2 separate regions of the Danio rerio genome follow, and region 1 is linked to region 2. A link is a contact called in public Micro-C data. All regions are on one chromosome and are shown on one strand. Each heading gives the region's core, a stretch centred on a gene start, on an enhancer-like site or on the middle of the called end of the contact. The rest is flanking DNA. Distances are from core to core; before and after follow the strand shown.

Region 1 (5,960 bases), core at 377-2,876, 190 kb after region 2:
TTAAAGAGCATGTTAACTCAAAACCTCAACGATTTTTATTGTTTAAGTACTTGTTTCATAGATAAATATGCGGTTTTAATATATGAATGGGACTTTTATTTGACCTGCATGTGACGTCATAAGCCGGCGCTGCGCTCCTCATAGATAGTTTCGACTGGAGAAAGGTTTGTACTTTAAATTATTCCTGTTAAAAGTATTAAAATGAATGATAATGATTAGATTGTTGCATAGACTTCAAAATATCTGTCGTGCGAATTAATTCTTACTCGGTGTGATATTATATTGCCTCATTTATAGCCTTACTCGACATGTATGAACAATATTTTTACTTCACACATAAGAAACAATAAACCAGCGTCTCATTTATGTTGTTAATCTGTTTATTATCAGCACTAATTCAGTTTATAGCGAGTAGAGATGCGAGTCAACTGAATCAAATACTGCTGAACATGATTCACTCATGTGACTCTTCTGAATCTCCGCAGTTTGATACTGAAACAGACACACCACACTCCCGATCGCATCATACCTGAATAAACACCAGAAAGATCAAACTGGATAAAAGCCTGACAGCGTTGTATTGTGCGCCAAGAGCTTTACAAGAAAGAAATGTCTGAAGGCGTACAGAAGAGAAGCCGGTTTTTACTTTTAGGGAGTTTCTGACAAAAAGTAAAACATTTTAAAAACATACCAAAAACAAAAACCCAGCCCAAATCAAAATGTATTTTTGTTTTTGTGAGCAAAAGAAAAAAGAAAAGTGGCCATTTTCTTTTTTTTTCGTTTAAAAACTGATATGGACTGGACAGAAGATTCCCTGATTAATCAGTTGATGCATTTTTTTAATTAATTAATGTTTATCATTTATTTTATTAATCATTTAGTGATTTAATTTCTTTATTTTATATATTTCTCATTACTTGTTCTGATTTTAGTGCTTTTTTTTATTGTTTAGTTTTTATGATGGTGTTTCCTGACATGTTCCTCTCCACAGATATGAGGGTGTATCTATATTTCAAGGTCTTGGGGTCTGATGTATAATAACACTTGTTATATTTGTGCTGTTCTGATGAAGTATGAGAGCGCACCGAAACACATGCCACTAAGAATATTCAATAAACCCTGCTCTTTTATTATCACTTTGTCTCCTGCTTCTGCTCTTTTCTGGCTTCCTGGGTAACTTAACTGGGTAAATACGTACATTAATTTCACATTAATGATATGAATATCCAAATGTTGTGATGAGGACCACTGAATCCAATTTTGTTTATTTGTTTTGGAGTTTACTTTTATAGCACAATAAGGACATACACTTAAAGGCTCTGTAATCCTCAAAGTATTTTTTCAGTAGTGTAAAAATGATTAAAAACTATCCGTATTTTGCCAATCCCTATATTTTTGGTTTTACCTGTCAACAACAACAACAAAAAAAACAGCTTCACTGTAAAAGCACAGCTGTTGAATCATTTAGTTCTACATTATATATATATATATATATATATATATATATATATATATATATATATATATATATATATATATATATATACACACACACACACACACACACACACACTTTACAATTGTAACGTAAATGGGACTTTTATTTTGCTTTGCATGTCTGATGTCATAAGGATGCGCCGTGCTACTGTATCTCCTGTGTTTCAACCAGAGAAAGGTTTGTTTCTTGTCATTTTAAGAGATTTTTAACATTTGTTTAGGCTTTAAAATATCAATAATGTAAATTAAAGCTGCAGTAGGTGATGGTCTTCAGAAGCATTTTGTTGTGCTGGTTGAAAGTCTCTTCACATTCCAGTAGTAATGATTAAAGTAAATGATCTAAGAGTGTTTACATGTGTTTTTATATTCTGGATAAGGCATAAAACTAAAAAATGTTCATGCAATTAAATATTGTTGGACCGACAAATAACTTAATTACAACAGGTAACTCGAACTGTCAACACATTTACATGTGAATTTCTGCGCAGCCTCTTTAAGCAGACAGATACGTCACTCGCACGCACACGTAGGCACAGATCTTCCGCTGACAAAGAGACATCATCAGGCAAACTCTGCATCAACCTGAACTTCTTTCTGAAAGACCAGCGTGGACTTGTATGCATGAAAAGAAAGATTATGGTAACACTTTATTTTAGTGGTCCATTTGAGTATTAGCAGACTGTCTGCTTAATATCTGTTCATACAGACATTTAACTATGAGAGACTTTTCAAGGACATGTCAACTTACACTAGCCCCAACCTAACAGTCTACTTATAATCTAATGAGTTGGCATGTAGATGCACTGTAACTTAAATTCAACAAACGAACCGTCAAAATAAACTGTGACCAAGATTGTTTCTAAAAGCGTTTCTGCCAAAAATGCTCAATCAAAACTTATAAACACTGACTCCATATTAGAGTTACTTTAAAACAACGATCTGAAGGGGGCCACCATGGCTGAAGTATTACGTTTAGACAGGTCTGTTTTAAAACTATCATAGCCACGCAAAGCTGATGTAGACTGTACTTGTTTATGAAAGGGTTATATGCACGGTAGTGTTGTTCAGCCACTGAAAACGTCCGGCAGAACATTTTGGCTATTTTCAAGATCATGTAGTTCCTTCTACAGCATCCATAATATAGTCAGTTAAGTAGACCTGAGAGATCGTTTAGTTGTTCAAGTAAAAAAGGAGCTAAAATCAAGCGATGTACGAGGATCAGCGAGCACAACTGAAAATGAAAAGTCACTTGTTGTCTTGCTAACGTGAACATAAGTGTAATGTAAACAGATGACAGGATATGTTTTAGCAGTAGCACCTCCTATTCTGATCTGATTTTTATTTAGTTTAATATCAAAACATCAGTATATGTGCTCGTCCCCCTAACCAGCTTTACTGAGGTGAAGTCAGATTTATTCACACATTTGTTCAATGGTTGAACAGTGACTGGGGAAATGTAATCCTGCACCCGCCGGCCTGTCAACAACTACTCTTGATGAAGTGCGTGTCTCCATCGAGTTTTCTAACTGGTGAAATTTTTTTTGTTTGCTTGTTTATATTACAGGGACAATACACTTGACATTGTTATACAAAGATAACCGATGTTGTGTACGTAGGGCATATAACATAAAGCTAATTTGCAGCACTCGTCCATGGTCAGGCTTTACATAAAAAAATAAAATAAAAATAAAATAAAAAAAAAACAGTCAAGAATAAAACACAATACAGCAAACATGTACAATATTTACAGAGCCATAAACATAAGATGCAGCTCAATATGGATAAAGAGAAATGTAAATGGGACCAATCTGAAAGAGTAATGCTTATTGCTCACATTGCTGTAAAGATTTCTACCACTCTTTCAGCTTTACAGAAAAAACTCTGAGTTCTGATTGTAACTTTAAATGAACAGACATGGCATTCCATAGATGTTAACCTTTTACTGAAAAGGATGACTGACCCACAGCGGTTCTGCATCTGCGGATTCTACAATTCCCACTTACTGCCCCTCTAGTCTTCGCCTTCGATGACATGATCTATTGTTATATCTAATCAGTGCGTGTTCATGTGTTCATGACTTAAGGAGGCTTGGCTTTGTACAGTAGGGGAGGGTCATAAAATTTCTACGCTACTATGCTAATGCTAGCGTTTTGGCAGATCACCTACTGCACCTATAGTTATCTTTCAGTGTGATGTTAGATATGCCTTATCCAATGTATGAACATTACTTTAGTCACATTAAATTGTAAACCGCTTCCACACTTGAGAAGCAGAAAAGTTGCGTCTTGTTTAATGTTGTGAATCAGTGTGTTATCAACACTAATTCAGTTTATAGTGATGCGAGTCAACTGAGTTGAATGCTGCTGAACACGATTCATTTATTTGAATCTTTTGAATCACTACAGCTTACTGAACTAGAGAGCTGATGGAGACTGGATTTGTGTCTTTCTGTTCATTATTCTGATCTTCAACAGGACAAACACAGAAGATCTGCTGAAGCGACTGAGCTCAGACTGTTATAAAGATGGCGTTTATTAAAGAGGAGAGTGAAGACATCAAGATTGAAGAAACATTCACAGTCAAACATGAAGAGACTGAAGAAGCTTTCAGAGTCAAACATGAAGATCCTGAGGAACAAACAGGTTGGTTTTCATCCTCAAAGTGACTCCTTTACATGAGCATATGACAGTTTACAGCAAAAGTGTATAGAGATCTGGTGAGAAAATCAGAACATTGTCCAAATAGACCAAAACTAAAAAAATGAACCTACCTGAGATTGTTATTGTTCTAGGGCTGAAATACAGCAGAGGCATTGACCAATCCCTACAGAGGTACTTGATTGACTGTGAGGCATATTAAACACAGTTTTATTTTTAATAAACATTCGTCACCCTCTCTAACGCACACAGGTTGATACGTAAATCCAATTCAGAAAAGATTGTTGCTCCTTGCAGAATATCGAAGGCTGAAGATATTAAGAGCAATGGACATCAGTTTCTTATTGTAATCTCATTCAGCTTACGATAATCAATAAAAGAACACAAGGAACCCTCTCTCATAAAGGAAAATTCCAGTCTTGCTGGAGAATACAACTTCAGACACTTACTTCTCATGTGATATGTGTTCAGAAGCTGACAAGTAATACCATATAGTGGAGAAGTACCTGGGGGAAGATCAATACCACAATTGCTGGTCTTTGAGGAAGGAGAGAAATAGCTCGGACTGTCTGAAGACCTCTGTCAAATTGTGAAGAACACCAGACAGGTCGGTAGGTTCATCCTGTAACACAGAGGCAGAGATGATTTACATGACATGATAATTTCCAAGATAGTGAAGATCCATTAGTCCGTTCAACATGATGGTTATGCTTAACCAGCCAAAGATGGCCCAAAATAACAGACAGTAAGGGACGGGAAAACAAAAAACAAAATAGATTTTTGATAATTGCTATAAATGGTGAGACTCACCATTGTAATTAATAGGCAATCTAAGGGTTTGACCATCAAAAGTGAAGATACGGGTGTGATAGTCAGAGAAGTGTGTCATGATACGCATCATGCATAAAGTGAACTTCTGCCCCAGAGTCTACAAAAGCAGAGCAGGAAAGTTTGAACTCCGGACCTCTGTTGCAAGTGGTATTGTCCTATTAAGTGGAGATCTGGAAGTCACCCACCTGCATGGGCTTCAACGGTGGATGTATGACATCATGAGGAGAGGTAGGTTTGGTGGCTTCCAGGATCTCAATCTCAGAGAGAGTGGATGTGCACACACTGTGATGAACCTCAAGCTGCACAGCCGGTTCTATCAGTTCTGTCCTCCAAGTCTAAGTACAAGCCCTCCAGAAAGAGGACAAAGAGGTCCGCCTTCTTTTACTCACTGGTGGCATAAAGGTGCACAACTTAATTTTTTTGTTTGCTACAGAGAGTGTCCTTAAATGTAGAGTGGCCAGCAGTCGAATGAAGTGATTGAACACTAAATCATCTCCTCCTTGAAGAATTCAAAGGAGTAACAACATTCTGCCCCAGACTCCTGAGTAGCCTTTTCCCACTCCTGTGCTCTCTTGGCATGATCGTCGGTATACATGAGTGGCTGAAGAACACAACCTCGCACTCAGAAATTAGTGACGTTAAGTAAGTTCACCAGTATAGGTGGTTACACTGTCACGTTTAAGGTTGACATGTGTAATTTCTTATTAAGTACATTTTATTGGTGGAATTTTTTTTGTGTGTTATATTATTAAGAAATACTTTGGGAGAATTGTATAATTGTAAATGGTATGTTACTAGCACTTTTAACACCTATGGGTTTTATATACCCTTTTTTTCTCCCCAGAAAACCTGATGGCACTTAAAGAGGAGGATCAAGATCAGAATAAAAGGAAAGAGGAAAATCAGTGTGAGGATATTCTTCAATTCATATCTGGAGAAAAATCTGAACAGACAAAAACCTCATCACAAAATACA
Region 2 (6,118 bases), core at 1,997-4,496:
TTATTTTTACTTTAAGAAATGTCTACAGTAAGGAGTTAGGGGTTGTTCACATATCATACGAGAAACTCTACTCACAAAACAGATGCTTTATACCAGGGATGTCCAAACTCAGTCCTGGAGGGTCGGTGTCCTGCAGAGTTTAGCTCCAACTTCCTTTAACACACCTGCCTAAGTTTCTCACATGGCTAAAAAGAGCTTAATGAGCCGGTTCAGGTGAGTTTAATTGGTTAAATAGGAACTAAAATATACAGGACACCGGCCCTCCAGGACCGAGTTTAGACACCCCTACTCTATACACAGAAATGCTGTATAAATGTTCATTACAAACCTTTCTATGAACATAATTTGATTATAACTGCGAAATAGCCTACTGTAACATCTGCAATTATAGAAAATAAATAAAATGAACACATATAGACCCTTACGGTCTCCAATATGTTACTAATTACAGTAAAACTACACACAGCAGACATTTAGTCCTTATTTGGGTTCAAAAACAGCACGAAATTTAGCCCACAGTCAGTGCACACGTCTCACCTTTATCTTTAATCTTCAGCAGCACGTGTAGCCTCTGTTATTTCGTCATTCCCAGTTCAGAATAGTCCAGAAGCTGATGATAAAAGTTAAACATGGCAGTTTGTTCATGTTTTAGGTTGCTGAAGCATCATTTGCTGCTGTTTTTTTCAGCTTCTCCTCTGTTTTTTTGCGCTTCACTCTCGCGTTTGTCCATTTCTGAAAGGATCGGATATCAGAGCGATTCAATTATCCCGTGCATGTTATTATGAGCTTAAGAAGCTTGTTGTTTCAAATATAGCCACACTGCAAGCTCTCTCGCACTTTTAGACAGCAAGGCACGGCAGATTTAGTTCTTCTTGGCTTTGTGGCTGTTCATCAAGACGTTGATGTTTGTTTGAGCTCAGGTTGACCATGGGATGTTATTATATGTATTTAGTATTACGCTGTAATGTCTCAGCGTGTATTTAAAAATGCAACTTACTTTTTCATCTTGCTTCTGCGAGTGACGCATCTCTGTCAATCAATAGCGTTCATCTGCGCGTCTAGCTCCACCTTTTGGTACCCTTTGTTTTCGTGCTAGGTACTCTTTACAAATGGTGACCAAAAAGTGGTATGCGGCGGTTTGCTTTTAGGTACCTATGACAGTGGAAACGGAACCGTACTGTACCACTCAGTGGAAGCGGGCCATTAGAAATTGTGTCATTGATTTGATGAAGGTTTTAAAACGGGTGCCCAAACCCTGTTCCTGGAGATCTACCTTCCTGCAGAGTTCAGCTCCAACCCTGATTAAACACGACTAAACCAACAAAGTATGACAGGGCTGCCCTGCAGAGTTTAGCACCAACCCAAATCAAACACACCTGATCAAGCTAATCAAGGTCTTATTTGGTAGTATTGGTCTTATTTCCAGGTGGGCAAGTTGGAGCTAAACTCTTCAGGACACCAGCCCTCCAGGACCAAGTGTGGACATGGCCTATGAGTAGCTCAGTTCACCTTTTCATTCGTAGTTTGAGTCGTTCGTTCACGTGACACATGTAGTCGCATATAAGCTCAACCCCTGCACACAGTCTGAGCCGGTAGACCCATGATTAGTTCAGCTTTCGACTCTTCTATCATGTGATGAATGAAGGTCTTAAAGCTGATAGAAAATGGAACTAATCTTATCCCCCGTCTGCACAATGTGTGCATGTGCAAATGAACAAATCGCTCCCTTACAGTCGCATAAGATACAGATGCACTTCTGGATCTGTCAGAAAAACATGTTCAGATGTTAACACACACCAGTGAATCCGATTCAGAAGAAAACATCTAAATTCCTCCAGTAGAGGTTTGCTATATCTCTCTAACGTAAAGGGAAACGTAGCCCTGATTCGTAGTCCACATCCAGGGTTAATATGCCTTAATTAAACTCTGCATCAAAGCTGTATTGATTAAAACGTTACTAGAGTGCATGTCATTATGGCAAACTCCGTGGTTTATGCACTCTTGGTCACACTGGATGATCAAACTCTTCCCAGCGCTGTCTTCCAAGTGTCCACAGTGGCTGAGGAAACGCTCCGGTGGTTCACAGGGCTCTGGAAATCCTCCTGAAACTGCTCAAAGAGACGTACAGTGTGGGTTCTGGAGGTGCCGTAAGCATATTCATCAACAACATCGTTGATGAGTCCTTTAAAATAGTCTGACTATAGACTGTTAGTTGAATGTCTGCATAATCTTAATATTATTTCAAAACAATCTGTATTTACCTTCATATACTAAAATGCATTGATATTCAGTCTTACAAAAATGACTCCCACAATGCAGAATTGATGGCCACCTGAACAGAGAGAGAACATCAGTATAAATCACGACATGCCCTTCAAAGCAGGATTAAATCTGTGGGTGATCATTTGGACCAAACAGTATTTCATAATATGCTTTATTACAATCACCTACCCTGCAACATGGGACTCGTCAGCAGTTTGTTGTTAAAGGAAGGATCATCTCCAGAGACTTACTGTTTGGGACTTTGTCTAATACAGAAAACTACACTTTACTTTTTAATATGAATGGTGTCGATTAATATGGCGTGAGCATCATTAAAACACTCTATTTGTTTTAATATTTTCATGCTTTTTAATTTTGACATTGGCAGTCTTGCCTCAAATTGTAGTAGAGCTTGAATTCAATTGAAATAATGTATTAATTTACCCAAGATGATGAAACCTGAAATATTATACGGTTTACTTCATTCAATGTACAAAAATATTTCATTTCACAATGACAATTAAATTGAGAGAATGCAGACATGACTGACAACAAAAAAATACAAACAGCTCCTATTTCATATGTTCTGATTTTCATAATATGTGTTTGATACCATGAAATGGAAATTAATCAAGAATGTTGTAGATGCTGATAATTGAAAACAATATGGGCTGTGTTGGCTTTGAGAGGTAACAAAAAGAAATGCAAACAAATATGTAATTGCTTTTTTCTTGGTGGAACAGCCAAAGGAAGAAAATGCCTTATATGTGTGAACTATGATTTAATAAATAATATTCACACTCTCACTTTGTCTTTTCAGTCATTTCTATGATTTAAAAATGTTTGTGTATTTGCATTCTTTTTACATGTTTTTTTTATATTTGCAGTATATCATTTAAGAAATCTACTTTTTAAATCAGTTAATCAGCTCATGCTGTTTGTGATTTTAGCAAGACTTTTAATTTGGTTTGTCGACGTGTCGTCACCAGACTGCGCCGCGCTCCTGCGTCTGTGATGCGGCTGAAGGAAGGTTTGTGTTTGTTTACATTCTGAAAGCGTTTAAATCAACGCAGCTCGACCGATTTAGATTTTGTAACACGTTATGGTAAATTGGATTATTAGTAAGTATGTAACGCTGTAATTCTTTATCTAACATTACCGACGGTTTTCCACACATGAGCAACAGAAAAGATCTCGTTTCACTCTTTATATCGTCAGTGAGCTTCACAAGTTCAGTCACTGAACAGGAGAGAAATCGAGCTTGTTAAACAGCTGGACGATTGAGTCAAATGATTCCATGATCCGAATCTTTCGTATGTGATGACGACACTTTGAACAAACCACAATAACATCTGATTTTGAAATTCTTGGATTATGATAAAAACACTGGGTTTTGTTATCATTATTTAGATTTTATTTGTCACCTGTCATATTCACTAATGCAAATTTACTAGCCTGGAATGTTTTATAAACACCATTATTAAGGGACAATATAAAAATAAAAAAAAGCATTTAAACTGTATTCTTATTTGAAACCTTAATGATTCTTACGTTACTCAAGACCTTTACTCTCTTTGGCTAGACACATGCATATTTTGTCTTTTTATTTGTAATTTCTTTTCTGTATTCCCCTGGTCAACTTTCATCAATGGATTTGCATTGTTCTTTACGTGTACATAATAATCTTAATAATAAAAAAGACAAATAAGTCATGATAGAATCTACAAAAACGAACAAAACCTGACAGTAAACCTGTATTATTATAATATCTGTATATTTTTATGATTTACTTCAAATATAGTTAAACTAGTCAGCAAAACACCATGGCATCTTGTTTTAGATGTTGTGAAAGCTGTTTGTGTTTTTATGAAAGTTATGGTTAATGTAATATAATTCATTCATTCATTTTCCTGTCAGCTTAGTCCCTTTATTAATCCGGGGTCGCCACAGCGGAATGAACCGCCAACTTATCCAGCAAGTTTTTACACAGCGGATGCATTTCCAGCCGCAACCCATCTCTGGGAAGGTAATATAAATCAGTAAACCCAAATCTGTTCATATGCTTTCTATTTTATTAATGTGCATTTCTGGTGTTCATTGTATTGGATTTTGCTTTCCTCAGTGTAAATGATCCTGGCAGAGTGTCCAAACACAAAGAACAGCAGATTATTATAAAGATGGCGTTTGTTAAAGAGGAGAGTGAAGATGTGAAGATTGATGAAACATTCGCAGTCAAACATGAAGATCCTGAGGAACAAACAGGTTGGTTTTCACTCTCAGAGCTCCACTCAGTCATTTAACTACACAAATCAGTGAAACTGGTGGAAAGTTGAGCATTCTGATGTATCTGAGACCTCCATGTGTTCTGACATACACAAATTTCCTAAATATGGGATGATAAAGATGGCATTTCTGCCATCAATTAAAAAGGGGTATTACTAAGTAAAGCATATAGCAGACCGAAACCGCGTGATTCTGATCTTGGTTAACAGCAGCTGGCAATAAAGGGTTAGTTCACCCAAAAATGTAAATCTCCTGTTAATTTACTCACCCACAGGCACATTAAAGCAGATTCTGAGCTGAATCCGTGGTGGCTGAGCATTCATATAATGGCAGTGAATGCTGACGGGTTTTGTAGATTAAACAAACACATACGAACTAGTCCAATAGCCATGGCTCCTGATGACACCCTGAGGTTTTATGAAGAGAAACGATTGGTATAGAAAGTGAACATTATTACAATATTATAAGCTTTTATTTACAACCTGGTCACAGTTAAAACGACTGCTTCACAAAATGTAAATGACTGTATTGTTGCTTTAAAATGGGTGGTCATATTGATATTCACATCATTTAGTAGCACATTTTCTAGCCTGGTTTCTCGAATGTCTAATTCAGATCTATTTGGTATGTGTTTTTGGGCTTGATTCTGATTTTTATTTACCCTTAAAACACAATAACCATGCATAATCTGTTTTTAATGCAAGCATGTGCATCTTTCTTTGTTGCATATCATTATAGCACAGTTTGAGCTGAATAAAGTTATAATTAAAAGAATTAAGCACGAATGTCAGAGCATATCCAAATATTCCAACAGCCTCAAAATCACCTCAGAGCCCAGTCTAAACAAGGTCATTTTCACACATAAGGGTTGGAACTAGTCATTGTCTTCTTGGATCGCGTTTTAGACCAAAATCCTGTAAATACACCAAAGAGACAAAAGCTGACTAAAACAATTGCCGCCTTCTGTGCCTTTTCAAAAGGACGTGTCTTTTCTCTTCAGGCAGTGTCTGTTTTCTCATTCCGCAATGGGGAAATGAACCAAAGTCCCTTTAGGCAAGTCATTTCACTAGGCGACCATCTTTGAAACGCTGTATGCTCAGGCATTCTGTTTGAATGGGGACTATCGAATTCTCTAAAACTACTTTCCAAGGGTACGATTCGTTCATATTACGAATAACCAATAAGATTAAATAACAGCTGTATATTTAGTTTCATTTCTAATTTTTCGTATCACAAAATCTGCAGAAACTCACGTCTAGTCCAAGCCCCTCCCCTGGAGAATTTTCATTCTATATTCATTGCTGATTGGCTCTTGTACTAGAAGGTGGGCTTGATTCGCTATATAGCGATCGCTGATTGGTTCCTGTACTAGAAGGCGTGGCTTCATTCAGCATATTAACAGTTACACTTTTCCCCATTCAAAAGTATACGAGTGACATGTCTTGTGGATTTAATAGTCGTTGTCTGAACTTCCGACATGCACTAAGCGCAAACAAAACACCATTTGTACCATTGTACAATATTTGTACCGTCACAGTAATCGTCACTTACCATGGAGATGGAGGGATTTGCT

The links. Hi-C and Micro-C count contacts between places; a contact is called where the count stands out from the background.
Region 1: a Micro-C map of caudal fin shows a contact between it and region 2, with 2.9 times the contacts expected there. The contact joins the promoter of LOC137487707 here to the promoter of LOC141377981 in region 2. A contact is called at or near these places in 3 of 18 Hi-C or Micro-C datasets (caudal fin, embryo and hematopoietic stem cells).

The regions. Positions count from the first base shown.
Region 1 is chr15:847,028-852,987 of GRCz12tu, forward strand. LOC137487707 reads left to right here and starts at 1,627. Exons shown (of 4, transcript XM_073924310.1): 1 at 1,627-1,675; 2 at 3,972-4,139; 3 at 4,626-5,627; 4 at 5,830-5,960. The coding sequence starts at 5,838. The region is part of intron 2 of LOC141377992 (a long non-coding RNA gene); the gene reads right to left.
Region 2 is chr15:659,683-665,800 of GRCz12tu, forward strand. It overlaps LOC141377981, which reads left to right and starts at 3,247. Exons shown (of 8, transcript XM_073924268.1): 1 at 3,247-3,292; 2 at 4,180-4,288; 3 at 4,385-4,524. LOC100536922 reads left to right here. Exons shown (of 6, transcript XM_073924210.1): 6 at 1-2,965.